7 separate regions of the Mus musculus genome follow, and all the other regions are linked to region 5. A link is a contact called in public Hi-C, HiChIP or PLAC-seq, capture Hi-C and promoter capture Hi-C data. All regions are on one chromosome and are shown on one strand. Each heading gives the region's core, a stretch centred on a gene start, on an enhancer-like site or on the middle of the called end of the contact. The rest is flanking DNA. Distances are from core to core; before and after follow the strand shown. Region 1 holds the start of Eif3b (eukaryotic translation initiation factor 3, subunit B). Region 2 holds the start of Iqce (IQ motif containing E). Region 3 holds the start of Cops6 (COP9 signalosome subunit 6). Region 4 holds the start of Zkscan1 (zinc finger with KRAB and SCAN domains 1). Region 5 holds the start of Get4 (golgi to ER traffic protein 4). Region 6 holds the start of Nyap1 (neuronal tyrosine-phosphorylated phosphoinositide 3-kinase adaptor 1). Region 7 holds the start of Gnb2 (guanine nucleotide binding protein (G protein), beta 2).

Region 1 (2,761 bases), core at 23-2,522, 1.2 Mb after region 5:
AGGTCCTTTAAAAAAAAAAAAAAAGGAAAGTTTTGTTTGTTTTTTCTTAGGAATGATCTGGGACCAGAGAGGTGACTCAACTGTTTTTGTTGTTGTTTTGTCTTTTAAATTAGGCTCAACAGTTCAGAGCATTGCCTGCTCTTCTAGAGAGCCTGGGTTCTATTGCCAGCAACGACATGCGGTTCATAATTGTCTACTCTAAGTCCTGCGCGTGATACGATGCCTTCTTTCGGCCTCCGCTTGTACACGGTGCACAGACAGACTTGCTGGCAGAACACTGATACGCATAAAAAAAAATTCGAGTTAAGAGATGGTTGTAAACTACCATATGGGTACTGAGAGCGAAACTTGTGTTCTTAAGCTCTTAGTCCCCTCAACTAGTTCTTATTAAGATTTTCGAAACTTTGAACTGGAAGTATCAAAAATCTTGACTATCTTTTCAAGCAAACCACTCTTGGGGTCCCCCTGGTCACTCCACGAAGGTTCCGTCCCGTCCACCCCACGCTGGCCCACGTGATCGCGCTCTCCCGCGCGTGAAGACCGCAGTCACCGGCAGACAGAATCACAGTGACTTTCACGTCTGGGGCCAACGCTAAATTGCGAGCCGCTGCAGTGAGGATGGCCATTGAGATTAAAGCCGCTCATCACACGACTCTGCATTGTGCGGGCAGTCATTCTTGTGTGTGTTGGCGGCCCCTGGTTGTCGGCGAGCTCCTCGCGTAATTTTGGAACCCTTCGTTCTTTTGCCCCGTCAGTGGACCGGTCTAAAATGCAAGACCTTACGGGGGAGCGAAGCCAGTCATGTCAGTCAAGCAGTCTGTCTGATTAAAAGCAAAGCTTACAAAGAATCATGTGTGGAGCTTTCAGTTGTCTTGGCATTATTTTATGGTCACATATTTTGTCTTCATACAGTTACGCGTGTTAATCATTTGAGAATCCACTTGATGCTCCCCAGATAGTACAGTCCTTCCCCGTAGCGCCCGCTGGGAGAGGCAAAGGAACTTCTACCATCTTGGACGCAACTATTTCTTAGCTAGAATGGGGGAGCCACATATCCTTGTGAATTTATTTGCTACCTTAAAAAACCTTTTGGGCTATAAATAAACTTGCATATCTTGAAACTTATTATTTTAATTGTTTCTAGATTTTTATGCATATCTGAGTTTTCTCGGGCTGATCGTGAGGAATGAGGGCGTGGGTGTCTCCCCCGAGCCACATCTTGGTACGATCCCATCGCTGCACGCACATGGCTCCGCGCTAGCGGCGCGCGGTGACTTCTGGGAGTCGGAAGCAGGGCGGCCGAGCCGGGTGAGAAGCAGCGCGGGCCCATGCAGGACGCTGAGAACGTGGCGGTGCCCGAGGCGGCCGAGGAGCGGGCTGAGCCCGCGAGGCAGCAGCCGGCCTCCGAGTCGCCGCCGACGGACGAGGCGGCAGGGTCTGGGGGGTCCGAAGTGGGGCAGACGGAAGACGCCGAAGAAGACGCCGAGGCCGGACCGGAGCCCGAAGTGAGGGCCAAGCCGGCGGCCCAATCCGAAGAGGAAACGGCGACGAGTCCGGCCGCCTCGCCCACGCCGCAGTCGGCGGAGCGGTCCCCGTCGCAGGAGCCCTCTGCTCCCGGGAAGGCAGAGGCCGTTGGCGAGCAGGCCCGGGGGCACCCCTCGGCTGGAGCGGAGGAGGAGGGCGGGTCTGATGGGAGCGCGGCTGAGGCGGAGCCGCGGGCTCTGGAGAACGGAGAGGCAGATGAGCCCTCCTTCAGCGACCCCGAGGATTTCGTAGACGACGTGAGCGAGGAAGGTAAGGGCGATCGTGTCCCCGGCCAGGGCGCGAGGTCTCCCGGTTACAACGATCTTGTTTCCTCTACAGTGGGGGACCATTTGGGGAGTCCGTTTCTGCGGCAAGCCCTTGCACCTGGGGGTTGGTGGAGGGCAGGACGAACAGGACTATCTGGGGGCATTCCAGTTTCCTGGCCAAGGGTTTCCAGGGTTGACCAGTTGCTGTGTTCCCAATGGTTTCCGTAGTAAGGCATTGCCATCGGACCCAAGCACATTACCAACCTGCTTCCTTTTACTAGGTCGGTACCCTGGACCATTGCTTTTTCACATTGTTCGTTTGGCCGCTTACTTCATGATTTCTTCTATGGTGACTGGCTTTTTAAAGGCATTGTTTCTGTCTACCTGCACAGGAGCCAGATTCCTAAAATCTTTTTTGACAGTTGATAGCATGTGTTCCTCTGCCGTTTCAACTTCACTTGAGCCAGTTCCTTCATGTGTTGGTGTGGCTAATACCAAGGGCCAAAGGGCCTAAGAACACCACTTTTTTTTTTTTTTTTTTAAACGAGACAGGGCCTCTCTATGTAGTTCAGGCTGAAATTGAACTCTTGGTTCTTCTCAGTTTTCACGGTGCTGGTCCTACAGACATGTACTCCCAAACAATTGCTTTTGAACTACCATGAAAATTCAGCGCCCCAATATAGTTGTCAACTTAGAACTTACAATATTTCAAGAGGTCGTCATTTGATGTCACCATTGTTTGACTTAATCCTTTTGTATGTTTGTGGGGGTTGTTTTGTTTTGTTGTGAAACAGGGTCTGGCATGGTCCAGGCTGGCCAGCTCTTTATGAAGCTGAAGCTGTCTTTGATCCCCATCCTTCTGCCTCCACTTTCAGATTGCCAGGATTTGAGATGTGAGTCACCATGCCTGGCTTATTTCTTGAAAGATGGCTAAGAGTGAGAAGCCGATAAACTAATGTGAGGAATCTATA
Region 2 (2,726 bases), core at 41-2,540, 1.5 Mb after region 5:
AAGAAATTTCATTAATTTATTCATTTACTTTACATCCGGTTCGAAGTCTTCCCCCACCAAGTCCCACCCTTAGTGGGGATGGTTTTAACTTCTTAAAGGTCTGGAGATGCAGTTCTGCGAGCGAGCCCGGTGAGGGGTGCGGGTGGGGGGCGCTCAGTGGTAGTCAGAAATTAAGTGCTTGCCTAGAATCCCCCAGTGACCCAGCTGGGGAGGTTTATCTGTAGCGCTCTAGTCTGGCATGAGGGTTTCAGTCCCCAGTAGCACCCAAAAAACAGAGATGAGGGAGCAGTTACTGGGGGCAGCTACTGAAGGCAGTGTTGAGAGAGCGACCTCCAAAACTAGGCAAATCTTGGAAAGCTTCGAGTGCAGGAACAAGTAGGGAATCCCAGCTGCTCTCTGCTGACCTAAGGCTTAGTCGTTCAGTCTGTTGTGGAGGCTCTCACAGGCGTCCCCTGGACCCTTGAAAGTCATATTTCACCATGGCCAGGTCCCTGCCTACCTCCCTCAGTGCCCTTCTAAATCTCAACTCCAAAAGCTTGCTTTCCGGTGTGCTACTTTCCCCGGCCTTGCGGCCTTTACATTTAATGCTCCTACTGGCTCTAAACCTGTACCAAGCTGCTCCCTACATCAGCCTATTGCCCTGTCCTATAGCCACCGCCCCTCTCCCACCGCCCCCCGGAATGTACAAAGTTCACTTGATACCGACACGCAGAGAGTGAGAGAGGCACACCTCTTCCAGAGATGACTCCCGGACCCGTGCAAAACTAGCCTTGGGGGAGGCTGGGGACAGGACTTCCCCCTTGCCCTGGATCGCTCCGGGGAGTCGCGAGACCACAGCCTACAGCAACACTTACGAGAGGAGCTTATCGTCGGCCGGCTGCAGCCTCAGACCCGCAGCGCGTGCGGGAGGGGCGCAGTCCCGGGGGCTTCCTGGAAGTAGTGGCCTCCGCGAGCGCAGGCGGGAGCTAGAGGCTGCTGGGGCGCGGGCACGGTGGCGGCCGACGCCCGGAGATGGCTCTTGTGCGGTAATAATCGGCCTGCCGGAGCTGGCTGCCACCGTGCGCCCTTCCTCCCTCCGCCCCAAGGCTCCTTACCGTCTCCGAGGCTATATCTGTGGTGCCCAGGCTCATAGCGGCAGCGCTGCGCGGCCTCCGGGTCCTGCGAGCTCTGCCCTCGGCTTGGGAGGCCTGCCAGCCGCCCTGGTACCATGGCAACCGTGCCGCGGCCACAGAGCCCCGGATGTGGTCCTTCCTCCGGAGCCCGACGAATCTTGTGCACGCGCAAAGTGTGCGCGAGCAAGGGGCCTACCAAGCACTCTCCCGGGGTTGCACGGCGCAATCCGTTCTTGTGGTCTTGTGGGCTTTTTTTTTTTTTTTTTGGTTGTTGTTTTGTTTTGTTTTGTTTCGTGGGATGCGTGAATTAATTGGCTTCCCGCAGGCAATACTAACTTTCTACCTGGAAGCCATGCTCTCAGATCCAACTTCAGGAGCCCGGGTTGGATTTCGGCAAACACTGGCTGCAACTATGTAGTCCAGTGGGCAGAGGTTCCGAGGGTCGCCATGTTGAGTTGAAAAGAGAGCATAAAGCACCATCCTTAACGATACGCAAGATTTGAGATTGGGGACATCAGCCTATTTACATGTTTGTTTTTTTTCTGTAAAGAAACTGAGATGTTGGGGGCCAAGGTGACTGACTCCCTAGTTGTTAGACCTGGGGTCTGGCGCCATGAGGATAAGACTGCCCATGGGCCAGCACCAACTGCTTTAAACCCTCAGCTGACGGTTTGCTATCACAAGCCTCTCTGAACTCTCCAGGATTCCGTGGCTTTCCAACCCAGGCCAGATAGGGAGCACTTCCCTGGTGGCCCAGCAGGCCAGTGATAGATGAAAACAGTATGTCATTTGCCTCTGTGTGTGTGTGTGTGTGTGTACACGCGCGCGCACGCGCGCGCGTGATCCTGTCTGCCTCATCAATGCTGGGGTTACAAATGTGTATCGCTATGCCCTCCTTTTATTTTGTCCCCTTCCGCCCCCATCCCATCTCCTTTATGGATTCTGGCGACTCCTGTTCTTAGGCTTGCAAAGGGACTATTCCCCAGCACACATTCATTTTTTTGAGTAAACAGCTCTCTGCAACTGGGTGGCTTTGCAACATTAAGCTTAATACAAGGATTCTCCTGGGAGGTTTTTTTTTTCTTGCTTGTCTAAGGACCCATGATTTGCCAAAGAATAACAGCCCAGACTCAGTATGTAAACGCAGAGTAGTTTTTTGGTTTTGTTTTTTTTAAGATTTTATTTATTAGCCTGGCAGTGGTGGAACATGCCTTTAATCCTAACACTTGGGAGGCAGAGGCAGAGGCAGAGGCAGGCAGATTTCTGAGTTTGAGGCTAGCCTGGTCTATAGAGTTCCAGGACAGTCAGAGCTACACAGTGAAACCCTGTTTATTTATTTAATGTGTATGACTACACAGTAGCTGTCTTCAGATACACCAGAATCCGTTACAGATGGCTGTGAGCCACCATGTGGTTGCTGGGAATTGAACTCAGGACTTCTAGGAAGAGCAGTCAGTGCTCTCAACAGCTGAGCCATCTCTCCAGCCTGCAGTGATATTTTCTGCAGAAGCCCAACATGCTGGGGTCTCCCATTACCAAGATAGAGACAACCAAGCTCACAGGTCTGATTTCCAGGGCAGATGAGCATTATCTTACTCTATCTCTAGGCATTCG
Region 3 (2,733 bases), core at 38-2,537, 1.1 Mb before region 5:
GCCAGCCTGGTCTACAAAGTGAGTTCCAGGACAGCCAGGGCTATACAGAGAAACCCTGTCTCGAAAAACCAAAATAAAAATTTAAAAAAATGGCTGTTATTGGCCCCAAATGAATGATTGTGGACCAAATACTCTTTCTTGGCTATTTAAGCAGGTCGCTTAGCCTTAGTTATTGTCCAAGTAGGAAACGTTTTCTTTTATTTTTATTTTTATTTTTATTTTTTTTATTTTGGAACTCACTCTGTAGACCAGGCTGGCCTCGAACTCAGAAATCCGCCTGCCTCTGCCTCCCAAGTGCTGGGATTAAAGGCGTGTGCCACCATGCTGGGCAAGTAATTGTCTTTTTTTTTTTTTTTTTTTTTTGGTTTTCTTTTTTGTTACAAGTAATTGTCTTAATCACTGTTCTATTGCTGTAAAGAGACACCATGACCAAGGCAACTCTTCCCCTCCCCCCACCTTTTTTTTTTTGTTTGTGCGACAGGGTTTGTTTGTGTAGCTTTGGCTGTGATGGAACTCACTTTGTAGTCCAGGCTGGCCTTGAACTCATGAGGTCTGCCCGCCTCGATTAAAGGCTGTGATTAAAGGCGTGGGCCACAAGCCCTCCCAATAGCAGTTGCTAAGTTGTGTAAAGAGGTTGTCTTGAAACTGAAGAAGCTGAACAATTCAAGAGTAATTACTACTGGGGAGATGGCTCAGGGGATGAAGTGTTAGGACCTGAGTTTAGATCCTCAGTACATCGTTTTAAAAGCTAGGCATGCTGGGTATGGTACACACCTTTAATCTCAGCATTCAGGAAGGAGAGGAAGGCGGATCTCCTAGAAGTCTGCCTAGACGAATAGCAAGTTCCCACCAGCTGGCCAACATTGTAAGACCCTATCTCAACAAACAAGTGATCAAGTCTCTATAGATTATATGCAACATGAAAAATTTTATATCCTGAATAAATTGTCTTCCCCATTCCCTTTTACAGCCTTTCCTCCTTTTGATCGCAATTTTCTCTGTGTTTAGTATTGACAGTGTATCCACTTGAGACCTGGAAACTAATAGCCCTCCTTGGGAGGTAAAGGCAAGAGGATCAAAGTTCAAAGCCATCTTCAGATACACACTACAGAACTCATGGCCAGGCTGGTTTACATGAGAACCGCTAGCAGCAGCACAACACGCAGAGCACCCTGAGCTACTAAGTACTGGCAGCTGCCCCGCCCATTAGCAGCACCAAGTATACACTGAGCATGCACCGCTCCCCGACGGAAGCCGAGAAGGAAAGGGGCGGGCCGTGGCTGGCGGGCGCGGGGAAAATGGCGGCGGCAGCTGCGGCGGGGGCGAATGGGAGCGGAGGCAGCAGCGGCATGGAAGTGGATGCAGCAGGTAACGGGGTGCGCAGACCGACTTCTGGAGTTGCCCTTGAGAAGTGGTCTTGAGTACTTCTTAAACCTGTCCCAGGATAACTTGAGGGCAGCGATGGACGGCCGGGCTCTGCTGGTCCCCTGCTTCCATGTCTAGGGGAAAATGTGTGGGCCCGAGCTCTCAGCCGCTATGTTTTCCTTTCACCTTTAACAGTCCCCAGCGTGATGGCCTCCGGAGTGACTGGGAGTGTTTCCGTCGCTCTTCATCCCCTTGTCATCCTTAACATCTCAGACCATTGGATCCGCATGCGCTCCCAGGAGGGGCGGCCTATGCAGGGTGAGTGTTGTGTGTAAATCTCAAAATCTCTTGGAGATTTCCTCCAGTCACTCCCCTGCGCCCTTTCTTCCAAATTATTGTTTCCCCAGTCGTTGATTCACGCCGACTCGGGAAAGGTTTTCCGAGACGCCTGTTCCTCACCTAGTTTCCTTGCGCTTCTGTTTCTCTCCCCTTAGTGATTGGGGCTCTGATCGGGAAGCAGGAGGGGCGAAATATCGAAGTGATGAACTCCTTTGAGCTGCTGTCCCACACCGTGGAAGAGAAGATTATCATTGACAAAGAATATTATTACACCAAGGAGGAGCAGTGTGAGAGGGGAATAGAAGTGGGTGGGGAAGGAAAAGTGGGAAGATTTTTGTTTTGTTTTGTTTGTCTTAAAGAATAAAAGGCCTGAGGATGTAGGGCAGTGGGGTAAAGTGCATTTCCTAACATTCGGGAAGACCAGAGTTCAATCCTCAGTACCATATAACCCAGGAGATAGAGGCAAGAGGTCAGAAGTTCAAGGTTAGTTAGGTGTAGTTATTTTAAACTGACCCAAAATATGAGGAGGGAGGGGAGAACCGGAAAGAACACACCAGGCCCATCAAACTAAGGAAGAGAGGTTTAAAGGAATATTTACTCTGGCCCCTTCTTCTCCAGTTAAACAGGTTTTCAAGGAGCTGGAGTTTCTGGGTTGGTATACCACAGGGGGGCCACCTGACCCCTCAGACATCCACGTCCATAAGCAGGTATAGAAGCTCAAATATGTGCATGTTGGGGAAATGAACAGAAGGTTAGGGGAAGAGGAGATACTGACTCTTCCTGGGCTTTGCCTTATCTTCTAGGTGTGTGAGATAATTGAGAGTCCGCTCTTTCTGAAGTTGAACCCTATGACCAAGCACACAGATGTGAGTGTTGTTGACCCAATGTCCCCTTTTTCTTGATCATCTGCCACTATGCCTTTGCTCTAATTTACCGACATTATGTGTATTAGAGAAAGCTTGAGTTGAATCTCTACCCTGCTGTTTACACCCATCAGTTGTGTGACTTCATCTCTTCAGTGGTGTTTCC
Region 4 (2,700 bases), core at 119-2,618, 1.2 Mb before region 5:
GGATGACAACCCCACTACCTGACCTACAAAAAGCTGTAAGAAACTGCCAAGGGGACTGAACCCTTCAAAGCACAAGCGTGCTTTGTAGTCCATGCATGAATAAAGGTTTCTCCTACTTCTCCAAGTGAATGGCTGGCTCCTTGTTTCCTTTAACAATACTGCAAATAGGGGAAGGTGGAATTGGAGGATGACTTGCCTAAGGCGGTTTTGGGTGTTTGGTTTTGGACCCCAGAAGAGGGGACTGAGATGAATATTTTACATATCAAAACAGACCTGGTCTTCAGGTTCTCCCAGCATCCCTCAGATCCTACCTGGTATACCCTGCCCCCAGCCTTGAACTTTCCATCCCAGGGCTTGGGCTGCCCTTCCCCAGAGACTCTTCCCTTTATAATCCAAACATTTTGCTCTCCTCCTTCTCCTTCTCTTCTTTCTCTGCATGTAAGCCCTTTCTCTTTCTGCCTCCCCTCCCATTGCAACTCTCCTGCCTCAATCCTTGGGGCCAGTGAACTCTACCAAGAGCAGCTTCCCAATAAACCTGCCTTTATTATAATATAATCTAGCCTGAATGGGCTCGTTTCACTGGCGGAGAAATAACCTATCACTGGGAGAAGGGGGGCTGATATTGGGATGTAAAGTGAATTAATTAATAATCAATTAATAAAAAAGGAACAATACTTCAATTGCTTTTTAATTTTGGAGTATTGTTTTATAAAGTTATCTCCCCCATGCTGTATGGTCTCTTCCTTGTGGACTTGCCTTTGATATAGAGCCTTCTATAAGGTGGAGCCTCATTTCTGTATTGCCCACAAGGCAAAGAGATAAAGGCAGTAATTGTTGAGCGTCTGTAATTCCTCTGAAAGATCCTTTTAAAGTGCTATAATAGCATATTCTACAGAACCAGTGTAAGTAGCTTGTTTACTGAAAGATAGTCTTTTATCCTCGGGCCACATATCTGGAAACACCATGCACTCAACTGGCAAACCTCACCAGGGCTGATCTGTGAAACCAGACACCCCTGGCTTGGCTTTGATCTAACTCCATCTACACCCTTGCTTCAGCTTCTCTGCCACAGGCATACAATTACTATTATTGATAACTGCCCAAGATGGAAAAGATGGGGAAGAAAGTAACAAATATAGAGCTGAAAAATACTACATCAGGAAAAAAAAAAAACCTGAACACCCTAAACAGGATCACTTTATCTCTATCTGTCACCTCTGGAATTGAAGACAGGCAATCAGGGCTGGGGGGGGGGGGGTGTTGGGTAGGGAGACTCGGAACAAGAAATTCAGAAACCGAGATGCAAAGTCCTCCCGTGTTCCTAGAGGAGACCCGGAAGCTCAACTCGATCCCGGAAGATGAGGTGCTGACCTACTTCCGGTCTTTGTGACTCATTGTGCCTGTGGCGAGGTATTGGGAGGGCCTATGTCGGTGTGCAGTGCCCTTCGGTCGGGTTGAACCCAGAGCAAGCTGTGCTTGGTCGCCCGGCGTCCCCAGGCCGCTCCGGAGACTCACGGTGAGTCTCATGGCGGACTCTCGGAGGACGGGCGGGCTGCGAGGGTGGACCGTGTGACCACCCGGGGGGACTTGGAAAGGAGCCCTGCGGGGTCCCGGCGGTGCTCGAATCTCTGGGGTCAGTGGGGAGCTCTTTCATGTCATCATCCTTGTATAACATTTCTGAGGACAAGATCACAAATGGACGTGATCCCCGTGTCTGGATTCTTCTCCCCCTCCCCCCCTCCTGTCGCCATTTGCTGTGGTTGCAGGGGAAAGTGTTTTGTGTGGTTTTCGTTTTATTGCTGTCGTTTACTTCTCCGGGCGTCTTGGGTCCTTGAGAATCTTGAGATAAACGACGCGGAAGACCTTGAGCTCTGTACAGGTTTGAGGTTCCGAAAACATTTCCGGATCACTTGCTTTTCTGTCTTTCCATCTCCCAACGCTGAGCGAAAGCGCTGGCGGCTTGACGGTGGTTAAAAGATCTAGTAGAAATTAACAGCCGGCTGTCAGCTTTATGCAATGCTTCAAGACCTCTTGCTGGTTTAAGCCTGTTTAACTGTGCTATCTGGGAGATTAGTGGAGTGTTAGTTCACCTTGCTTGATTGCAATGAGTGAGACGTGAAGGGTATCTGGGAGAAACCACACTGGGCCAGTAGGAGATTGATCAGCTTAATGACCTTAGATGAGATTAGACATTTGCCAACTGTCAGTTTTATTATCCATAAAATTAACTACCTTTGCTCAAAAAGGTTCTTCAAACTTGAAATGAGTGGAGTTGGTAAATGTAATTGTAATTTAAAAAAAAAAAAAGGCAGCTCATTTAGTTTGAAGTTCCCCCTTCCTTCCCCTCCCTACACACACACAGCACACACACACATTGATTATAGAGAGTGGCTGTTCCATGGCCTGGGACCAAAGAAAGCATTTATTGTACAGGGCAGTGCTAGGCGGATTGAAAGCAGTCAATAAATACTTGTTGGAATTATGAAGAATTCATTGTAACCACATCAAGTGAAGTTACTAGAAAAGCTGGCCAAATGTGGGAAAATACCTTTATTATAAGGAAACTGTAGTGAAGAATTATCCAGATGTTTTTTTTCTTTCAGGTTTGTGTCCTCTTTCAATTACCACACAAGATTCTTACTTGTTATTTTATTCAGGATCATCTTTGTTAACTTACAGAAATGCCTGCGGCTGAATGCT
Region 5 (2,700 bases), core at 169-2,668:
GGTAGAATGCTGTATCCAAGTGGTCCTTCCTTATGTGGTAGTGCCCACAGAGCATCATCCCTCTTCACAGAAGGGTGAGCACGGTACTGTCAGAGTGTTGGGAACCAGCAAAAGACATTTATTCTAAGTACTACCATCTTGTTTTCAGGCTCCATTTAATCATATCAAGAAACCAAGCTCCCAGGCCCTAGGGGAGCTAGGGACTTCCCAATAGCTTACTTTGAACAGCTTCTGTTGTAAGGAAATAGTTGTCTTGAGTCCAGACATCTCGAGGACAACTTCATCTTGCTGGCAGGGTCAAACTAATGTTTATGTTTCCAGGCCTAGGAACCAACCTATCCTGATACAGTGGGAACGCCCTTGTCCAACCCCTTACGACGGATTATGATTAGACAGTGCTACAGCCTGCCCACCCACCTCCCCCTTTCTCTATATTTTCATCCTTTAGGCTGTACAGTATTCCCTCAGGGTTTTACTTCAGCTTCATCTGCTCTGCGGCCCTGACCAATAGCGGCTTGATTACCTGCGTTGACCTGGTGTCTTGAGTTATGTTGGTTTTAGGTTGGATTTAAGCGGACCCCACAGCAAGAGATCATGTTTACAGACTCCTTAATCTGTTACCATGCTTTCTGCTTGCACATGGGTGTGGTGCAGAAAATGCTAGTCCAGCTGGCCCGGGTGCAGGCATAAAAAGTAGGTAAGTTGAGGCAGGAGAGTCACAAGTTCAAGGGCCAGAGTAAATGGAAGGCTGAGAGTGTGTAGCTGACAGAAATGAACGCCCTGAACTTCATCTCCAGCATCCAAACTCATTATTTAAGGATATGTGTAGGGTTTTGTAACCTGAGTTTTGGATGCTGTCAGAGGACAACTCTGACCCTGGCCAGCACCTCCCATCCTCCCCCAATTAATCATGACCTTCCTCCCTTCTCTGCTGTCACCTGCTCCAACCACAGCCAGGTCTTCTTGGAGACATTACAGGTTCTAGCCTGAGCATACTGCCCTGTCCCAGATGTCACTAAGGATGACTGCCACCTGGAGGGGCACTCCCCGGGCAGGTGTGAGACAGGTCAAAGCTTCTAAAATGTGTCTGGTTCATCCATGCGCTAAGGGTAACTTCAGGGGGCGCGCGAATAAGACGCCTCATCGCTGAGTCTTCTGCCTCAGTTTACTTGCGCAGCCTACGTGGCTGATTACATTGTGCAGTGATGACACTAAGCTGGGGACAGCTCAGCGTGTAGTCCCGCCCAAGACCTCGGTCCCGCCCACTCTCGCAAGACTACAAACAAGTTCCCGCGATAGTCTGAGAGCCCCACCCCGTCGGCTTTTCCTGGCCTGTGTTCTCAGGGTCCTTCTCAGACCCCCCCTCAGGGGCGTGTCCTCGCGCGGCTCCCGCGATCCCGGCAGGCTCCGCCTCGATCACGTGCGGCCCGCGGCGCGCCCGCCCTCGCACGGCTCCTCGCGGCCACCGTAGAAGGAGTGCGGCGGCCGCAGGGACGGAAGCCGGGAGGCGCCGCCGACCGCGCCTGCGACAGCGTCAGCTCTGCGCGGAACGCCGGCCCATGGCGGCGGCGGCGGCGATGGCAGAGCAGGAGGGCGCCCGCAACGGCGCCCGCAACCGCGGCGGCGTCCAGCGCGTGGAGGGCAAGCTGCGTGCTAGCGTCGAGAAGGGCGACTACTACGAGGCGCACCAGATGTACCGGACCCTCTTCTTCAGGTGGGCGCGGGTGGCGGCTTAGCGCCGAGGCCCCACCTCCGCTGTTGCTCATTGGCTGCGCTGCGGCGCCCCGCACCCTCATTGGTTTATGCGGCTGCCTGTCGCGGAGCAGAGCGGGGGCGGCGGGCTTGTACTACTCGGCAGGGCCTCCTCTTCTCTGCCTGGTTCCCCCTCCTCCTCTCTCGGCCTCGTCTTTCTGAGTCCCTGCCTTACTCTCAGAGCTGCCCTTCCCCCGTCCTTCCTTCCTTCCTTTTCCCAGGCCTCCTTCCCCAGCCAACTTCTTCTCAGGCCTCCCCTTCCCTGGACTCAGTTTTATCACTAGCCTCTCTCCTCTTCACTTAGGCCTCCTCCCTCTTACAGGCCTCTCTTCCCGCCACTCCTTCTCTATCACACCCTCTTCCTCGCCTGGCCTCCCTTTCTCTGAAGGCTTCCGCTGGTTGGCGAGTCCTGTTGTCAGAGTAGTCTCACCTAGTCCTCCCTTCTGTGGCCAGTGATTGGAATTGCACAGCCGGCTAAAGTGTGGTCAGATGCTGACACCGTGGGCCAGCCTGTGGCCATCTGTATTCCTGCCTCTGTGCATCTGCCAGCTGATAATTCCTACGTAGAACTTTATTCCTGACTACAGGACATCAGCATTTCTGCTCCATGTCCGTAGTGTGGGTTTGGCCCCTGTGCCCCTTAGACCTACTTTTCGTTTTAAAATACGTTTTGTTTTAGGGCAATTTTAGGCCTTCAGTAAAAGGAGTGGAAAGTGGTTATCTTGTACCAGTTGCACATTATCATCCACCCATTACTGTCACCTAGGGCCCACGTGCTGTGGAACTCCTCCTACAGTCACTCCCTCTAGCTTGATCTGAGCACGGTGTGTTCTGTGGGCTGGATAAAGCTGCCATGACAGTGGATGACACTGTACACAGTGGCCTCACTGCCTTGAAGCCCTGTTGGGGGCTGAAGAATCAGTGCTCTGGGAACCCTCTGGCTCGTGA
Region 6 (2,760 bases), core at 60-2,559, 1.5 Mb before region 5:
TGAAAGAGAAAAAGGAGCAGAGACGTGATTTGGGTCTTCAGAAAAGGAAAACACAGGCACAGAATATCCCATACAGTTTAGGGAACCCCTCCCAGACAGGCAGCCATAGAAGTGTGTGTGTCCAGAATCACACACCCTGACAAAGGTGTTTGGAGCCACAGACACTGAGCGATCAGGTTGGCACAGATTCCCATTCTGTGTAAATATATCCCGAACCACCACAGACAGACAGACCTCACAAGCATACAGCAACTCTGTAGGGACACAGCATATTTAGACACACCACAGGCCACAGACATATCTACAAATAGGGACAGACATAAAGGGGCACAGGTAAACACAAACCCAGGAACAACACACACAGACATAAACACCCACAGACACACCCACTGATAGATACACACAGACCTCTAGCACACAAATCTGCTATGGAATTGGCCACACCTACAGACAAGTTGTGCTCAGGGCCTACTTGCGTACATTGCACCCAGCTTGGGGGGGGGGGGAGTTAGGCTTCCTACCCTCTTTTAGGCCCTGAGGCTTAGTGGGGGGTTCATCAGGGCAGGGTGGGGATGCTGAAGGAAGGATGGTGATACTGAGTTGGGCAACTGAAATCCCATCCATCCATCTACCTTCACTCTCCGGAGTCCCCGCTTTTCCAATCCTGGGCCTGGACCTCCGTCCACCTCTATTCCAGCTCCCTGGTCCCTCAGCAATGGTTTCTGCCTCCCTCCTCTTGCTGATAGCCCAAATCAATCTACCTTCTGTCTGCTCCAGGATTTGGGAGAACCCCCGGCTCCCCCCTAGTAGTCCCGCCCTTGAATCCCACCCTGGCGGGGGTCTCCAGTCTGGCCCCATAGCAACCTTCTGGGCTTCGGCCTCCATACCTGCGCTTTGCGTCCCTTCCCCCAAACACACTCTCTCCCTTTCGCCTTCAGCTTCACGTCTCCTCCCTGGAGCCCCTCCTCACAGCCGTCCTCCTCCTTCCCCAGTTTGTTCCAAACCTGGCCTGCTTTAACCCCCCCCCCCTTTTCCATCCAAGGGCCCCAGGTTCCCGGGGCACCCCCTCCTCTTCCCCTTGTCCTGCTACCCTGGGTGTCTCCGCCTCTCGCCCCGCCAATTCCTCCCTACCCGTAGTCCCCCCATCACCACCTCCCCGCATGAAGCCTCCCCAGTTTCTACATCACCGTACCTGGCCTGCCGGGCGCCGGCCCCCCCATGCCGGGCTCCGCCCGGAGCAGGAGGAGGGAGGAGGAGAGACAGAGAGAGACTGGGGGAGCCGAACTGGGCCCTGCCGCAGAGACAGCCCCGCCTCCGGGTCCGCCCCCAGACCCGCCCCCGGCCCCAAACCCACCCTTCCACACCCTCCAAGGGCAGAGCGGGAACGGCGGTGCGGCGCTGCACCAGGAGGTTAGGGTGGAGGGTGCAAGGACTGCGGAGCGTACAGGGGATCTTGAGAGGATGGTCTTGGGGTGTGGGAGTTCCGCTCCGCAGCTTTCGGGCGTCTGGTTCTCGCCGACCCGCGCCCCCTACTCAGCCGTGTTGTGCTGGGTTGGGTCTCCCAAGCCCTAAGCGGAGCGGGGTGCTCAGCGGCGCCCCCCAGCGGAAGCCTGGAGGTCGCACCCACCCGCGAACCCGGTGCGCCTTAGTGCTCCCGGGTGGGAGGCTGCGGCTGCGGCCCCTGGGTGCTACCAAGCGGTGAGGCGGGCAGAGGGACTCCGAGTCGCCTGCCTGGAGATCAGCGCATCTGCTCAGCAGGGGGCGTGCTCCCTTGGCTTAGTCCCCGCCGTGCCCCCACCCTGCCACCCCGCCCTAGGTGCGGGGAGGGCACGAGAATTGGCTGGCGGTGCTGGGCCTCCTCCCCTTGCAGCCTCCCAGGCGCCCGGACCTTGTTCCACCGTGTGGGGCTCAAAGTCTTCCGCGCGTCCGCCCCCGCGCTCCAAGTCATTCCTTACTAACCTTTGACTCCGTGGGCGCCGCCCGCCAGGATCTGAGCGCACCAGGTTGGCCCGTGCGGGAGACCACCAGGGGCACCACCTGGGAGTGGTTAGGGATGTGACCTCACCCCTCCCCTCTTTTGACCTTTTCTCATCAGAGCTCTGACAAATTCCTTACGTGGATAGCTTTGTGGTTGGGTAAATTAGCATCGAGAAGACCTCTGCTGTATCCGCCAAGGACTGGGGGGGGGGGGGGGGGGGGAGATATCCCCTGCAAAATATGCACATCCTAATCCCTGGTACCTGTGGACGCTTTTCAATGCGGCAAAATCTATGCAGGTGTGTTGTGTGGCCCCAAGCACATCCCACTGCTTGTCTGAGCCATGTCTCATTTCACACTTGCCTCGATTAACCTTACTGAGGCTTGACACGCTGCGGCACACACCTGTGATCCCAGCATTCCTCAGGTAGAATCAAGAGGCGCTTCAGTTCAAGGTCATCCTCTGCTACACAAGTTCAAAGCCGACCGTGGCCTACATGCGACTATAAATAAAGACCTTAGGAAGGAAGAGGGTTGTAAGCACTTTGTAAACCAGCAGCCTATATAGGGATCCAGTTTGGAGGAGTAAGGGTACGTGGGAAGCTTGTTTCCTGACTGCAGCTACTACAGCCATTTTTACTATGGCGAAAATATGACAGACAAGACGAGCAAGACTGTGGCTTTTTAAAAATTTTCAGACAAGGTTTCTCTGTGTAGCCCAGGCTGTCCTAGAACACACTCTGAAGACTAGGCTAGCCTACAACTCAGAGATCCTCCTGTCTC
Region 7 (2,700 bases), core at 98-2,597, 1.7 Mb before region 5:
CGATCTGGCCGTGTACACTGCACTCTGGCGACCCAGGCGTCCCCCACCCAGCTCCCACTTCCCCCAGACACTGGGCGTTCCTCTTCCCCGAAGATATTTCCCCTCCGTAAGTTCAGCTTTCTGCGCCAGTGCCAGAGGATGCCCCTCCAAAATGAGGGAGGGGGCAACGACATAGCTACCACCCCACTCCAGCTGTGAACAAAAGCCCCTTCCTTCCAGCTGACAGCAGCCCAGGCCTGGCCTCAATGACACAGGCCTGGGGCAGAAGGAAAACAGGCCAGGAAGAAGACACTGGGTCGGGGGCCATGCTCCCAGCCCTTAGATCCCCATTACCCTCCAACGTTCCCTCAGCAGCTCCTCGATTCTAGGGATAAAGCAACCATAGCCCCCCCTCCAAAAAAAAGGGTGCCACCGCCTCCGCAGGTGTGAGAGGAGGAAAGAGAGGGTCCTCAGATCTGGCAGCTGGACGGCGCGGGCTGGCCGTGCTGCGAAGTGCAGTGGGCCAGGCCCTTCAGCTCGTAGGACCTCCATTTTGCCCAAAAGAAAGCTGGACGAAGGGGACAGGCGACTAGGTGCCAGACCTGGGTAAGGATTTGTAAAAAGAATAAGGTGCTGAGATCTCCAGCTTAGGGGTCGGGACTGAGAAAACACTGCCAGAGCCCGAATCAAGGGGCAGTAGGGTGGAGACGAAGACAAGGGTGGCCTTGAGGCCTTAACTGGATCTCCTAGGATTCTGGAGTTCTGCAAGGCTAATGCAAGCAAGGGTGTGAAACGAGTGGGCACGAGGGCTGTTACCCAGGGGCAGGCAGCAGGGTGGTGGTGGGGAAAGGGGGCGGGACAGGACATAGAAGAAACCCAGAATTTAGCCCCCCAACTATTAAGGGATCAAGAGGCAGGCGGGGCTGGGATGAGGGGGGTCTAGATTTTAAAATAATTGCCACTGATATTGCAGGGAGCGCATGCATTATTGAAGCCGAGGGTCCCCCCCCCCCCCCCAGTTCCCCTTCCGGGTTTGGAAACGACCGGGCCAGAGGAAGGGAGGGGAGGTCTGGGAGTTACGTCCGTTTCCCAAGAGCCAAACCCGGGAGACGGAAGGAACCGAGGCTTCCCCCTGCCACACACACACCCGTGGGAATTTGGGGCTGGGGGAGATGAGGACTCCTTTTATCAGCGGAGGTACCTGAGGTGGTGGGACTCTGCCAAGGGGTCGCTTGGAGGAGCGCGGGAGGTCCTGTCTTCCTCCGCGGCGGAGGCGGCAGCGGCGGCGACGCGGATGGATTTCCTCAGTCACCCCAACTCAACCGTCCAGCGCAGCTCTCCCCAGAGCGGAGGGATCCCGCCCGCCAGTGACGCGGCCGTCGCCGCCGCGCCCAGGGCCAGGCTGGACGAGACCAAATACTCAAGTGTGTGGGGGGGAAGGCTAGAAGCGAAAACACCACTCCAGGAGCAAAAGATGCCTCAGCCACAATAAAAGCACAATTCCACGTTTTTCTAACTCATCAAAGATCACACGACGTAGTTTATTTCCAGAAAAGGAGCAAGACATCCTCTCTAGGGACAGCAGAAGTGGTATAGGCATAAGGGAGGGGGGAAAAAAAAAATCCCAGGTCACGTGATCGACCTCCTTCAACCCCCCCCCCCTCCGGATTGGGCGGCTCCAGACTGGAGGCAAGAAGGCCCAATTCTCGGGTTGGCCACGCCCCCTGGTGAGGCCACTCCCTTCCCGGAGGCGGAACTAGGGAAGTCTAAACCAGTGCAGGACAGTGGGGCAGAAAAAGACAGCGAGTGGTTGGTGACCACTAGAATCCCATAAAATGCAAGTTAGAGGGAATTACACCCAGACAGTTCTTCAAGCGCAGCACTGTGAGGGGTTGTAGGCTTCCTAGACTAGGCCTCATACCGCCGCAGCAACAGTCCATATTTATTGATTTGCATACTTAAAGGTTTTTGTTTTATGATAGAGTTTCAGGAGCCCACCACGTAGCCCAGGATGACCCTAAACTGATAATCCTCCTGCTTACATCTACCAAATGCTGGAATTACAGATACACAACCCTGTGCCTGATTTATGCAGGGTAGAACTTAGGGCTTCATACATGCTAGGCAAACACTCCACCAATGGAGCCACATCTCTCACCAATACTTTTGTTTATTAATCCTCATGATGCTGACTATGGACTCAGGCTGCAGAGTTGAGATGCGATCTCAACTTTAATAACCATTGAAGAAAACTACACTGTGGAGCACCCCACCGAGGGAACACAACATAAGAATGTGCCTGGATTTCCATATCTGTTAAATGAGTATATTGAAGGTTACCCTTGAGTCTCCTGGATTGTTGGAGAACTGTCCCGTCCCCCGTCCCCCCATAGATTGTGAAAATGTTTTGGTAAAGTCCGAGTTGTCCTGTGGCCTTTGAGACAGTCCTCGGAGTTTAGGAGATCAAAACACACTATTCAGCCGGGCAAGGTGGCACACACCTTTAATCCCAGCACTCGGGAGGCAGAGGCAGGTGGATTTCTGAGTTTGAGGCCACCCTGGTCTACAAAGTGAGTTCCAGGACAGCCAGGGCTATACAGAGAAACCCTGTCTTGAAAAAAACAAAACAAAACAAAACAAAACAAAACAAAAAAAAAACACTATTCAAAATAGACTGTAGTGAAGTATACTCGTAGAGAGGAAAGAATAGAAAGTTCACAT

What was found. Promoter capture Hi-C pulls out the DNA fragments that hold promoters and counts their contacts. A called contact is a pair of places that touch in the nucleus more often than the background predicts. HiChIP or PLAC-seq counts read pairs in DNA pulled down with a chosen protein or histone mark. Capture Hi-C pulls out chosen DNA fragments and counts their contacts.
Region 1: a contact with region 5 is called in a promoter capture Hi-C map of the HPC-7 cell line. The contact joins the promoter of Eif3b here to the promoter of Get4 in region 5. A contact is called at or near these places in 4 of 39 promoter capture datasets (the HPC-7 cell line, hematopoietic stem and progenitor cells, liver and 1 more) and 1 of 115 datasets of contacts at active chromatin or transcription factors (embryonic hindbrain).
Region 2: a contact with region 5 is called in an H3K27ac HiChIP or PLAC-seq map of epiblast stem cells, with 7 times the contacts expected there. The contact joins the promoter of Iqce here to the promoter of Get4 in region 5. A contact is called at or near these places in 3 of 39 promoter capture datasets (the 3T3-L1 cell line, liver and pre-B cells), 1 of 484 Hi-C or Micro-C datasets (B cells) and 2 of 115 datasets of contacts at active chromatin or transcription factors (embryonic stem cells and epiblast stem cells).
Region 3: a contact with region 5 is called in a capture Hi-C map of macrophages, with 4 times the contacts expected there. The contact joins the promoter of Cops6 here to the promoter of Get4 in region 5. A contact is called at or near these places in 15 of 39 promoter capture datasets (the 3T3-L1 cell line, cranial neural crest, embryonic stem cells and 9 more), 4 of 484 Hi-C or Micro-C datasets (B cells, CD4 T cells, Th1 cells and 1 more), 7 of 115 datasets of contacts at active chromatin or transcription factors (craniofacial prominence, embryonic stem cells, fetal liver and 3 more) and 2 of 9 other capture datasets (liver and macrophages).
Region 4: an H3K27ac HiChIP or PLAC-seq map of epiblast stem cells shows a contact between it and region 5, with 6 times the contacts expected there. The contact joins the promoter of Zkscan1 here to the promoter of Get4 in region 5. A contact is called at or near these places in 1 of 39 promoter capture datasets (cranial neural crest) and 1 of 115 datasets of contacts at active chromatin or transcription factors (epiblast stem cells).
Region 6: a contact with region 5 is called in a FOXA1 HiChIP or PLAC-seq map of pancreatic cancer cells. The contact joins the promoter of Nyap1 here to the promoter of Get4 in region 5. A contact is called at or near these places in 1 of 39 promoter capture datasets (the 3T3-L1 cell line), 1 of 484 Hi-C or Micro-C datasets (myocytes) and 1 of 115 datasets of contacts at active chromatin or transcription factors (pancreatic cancer cells).
Region 7: a Hi-C map of B cells shows a contact between it and region 5, with 6 read pairs. The contact joins the promoter of Gnb2 here to the promoter of Get4 in region 5. A contact is called at or near these places in 1 of 39 promoter capture datasets (pre-B cells) and 1 of 484 Hi-C or Micro-C datasets (B cells).

The regions. Positions count from the first base shown.
Region 1 is chr5:140,418,033-140,420,793 of GRCm38.p6, forward strand. It overlaps Eif3b (eukaryotic translation initiation factor 3, subunit B), which reads left to right and starts at 1,273. Exons shown (of 19, transcript NM_133916.2): 1 at 1,273-1,794. The coding sequence starts at 1,329.
Region 2 is chr5:140,701,088-140,703,813 of GRCm38.p6, forward strand. It overlaps Iqce (IQ motif containing E), which reads right to left and starts at 1,291. Exons shown (of 23, transcript NM_028833.3): 1 at 1,095-1,291. The coding sequence starts at 1,130.
Region 3 is chr5:138,159,815-138,162,547 of GRCm38.p6, forward strand. It overlaps Cops6 (COP9 signalosome subunit 6), which reads left to right and starts at 1,288. Exons shown (of 10, transcript NM_012002.3): 1 at 1,288-1,368; 2 at 1,561-1,683; 3 at 1,860-1,991; 4 at 2,323-2,411; 5 at 2,508-2,570. The coding sequence starts at 1,299.
Region 4 is chr5:138,083,716-138,086,415 of GRCm38.p6, forward strand. Zkscan1 (zinc finger with KRAB and SCAN domains 1) reads left to right here and starts at 1,369. Exons shown (of 6, transcript NM_133906.4): 1 at 1,369-1,516.
Region 5 is chr5:139,250,906-139,253,605 of GRCm38.p6, forward strand. It overlaps Get4 (golgi to ER traffic protein 4), which reads left to right and starts at 1,419. Exons shown (of 9, transcript NM_026269.2): 1 at 1,419-1,714. The coding sequence starts at 1,560.
Region 6 is chr5:137,739,859-137,742,618 of GRCm38.p6, forward strand. It overlaps Nyap1 (neuronal tyrosine-phosphorylated phosphoinositide 3-kinase adaptor 1), which reads right to left and starts at 1,310. Exons shown (of 7, transcript NM_001347505.1): 1 at 1,193-1,310.
Region 7 is chr5:137,531,959-137,534,658 of GRCm38.p6, forward strand. Gnb2 (guanine nucleotide binding protein (G protein), beta 2) reads right to left here and starts at 1,348. Exons shown (of 10, transcript NM_010312.5): 1 at 1,181-1,348.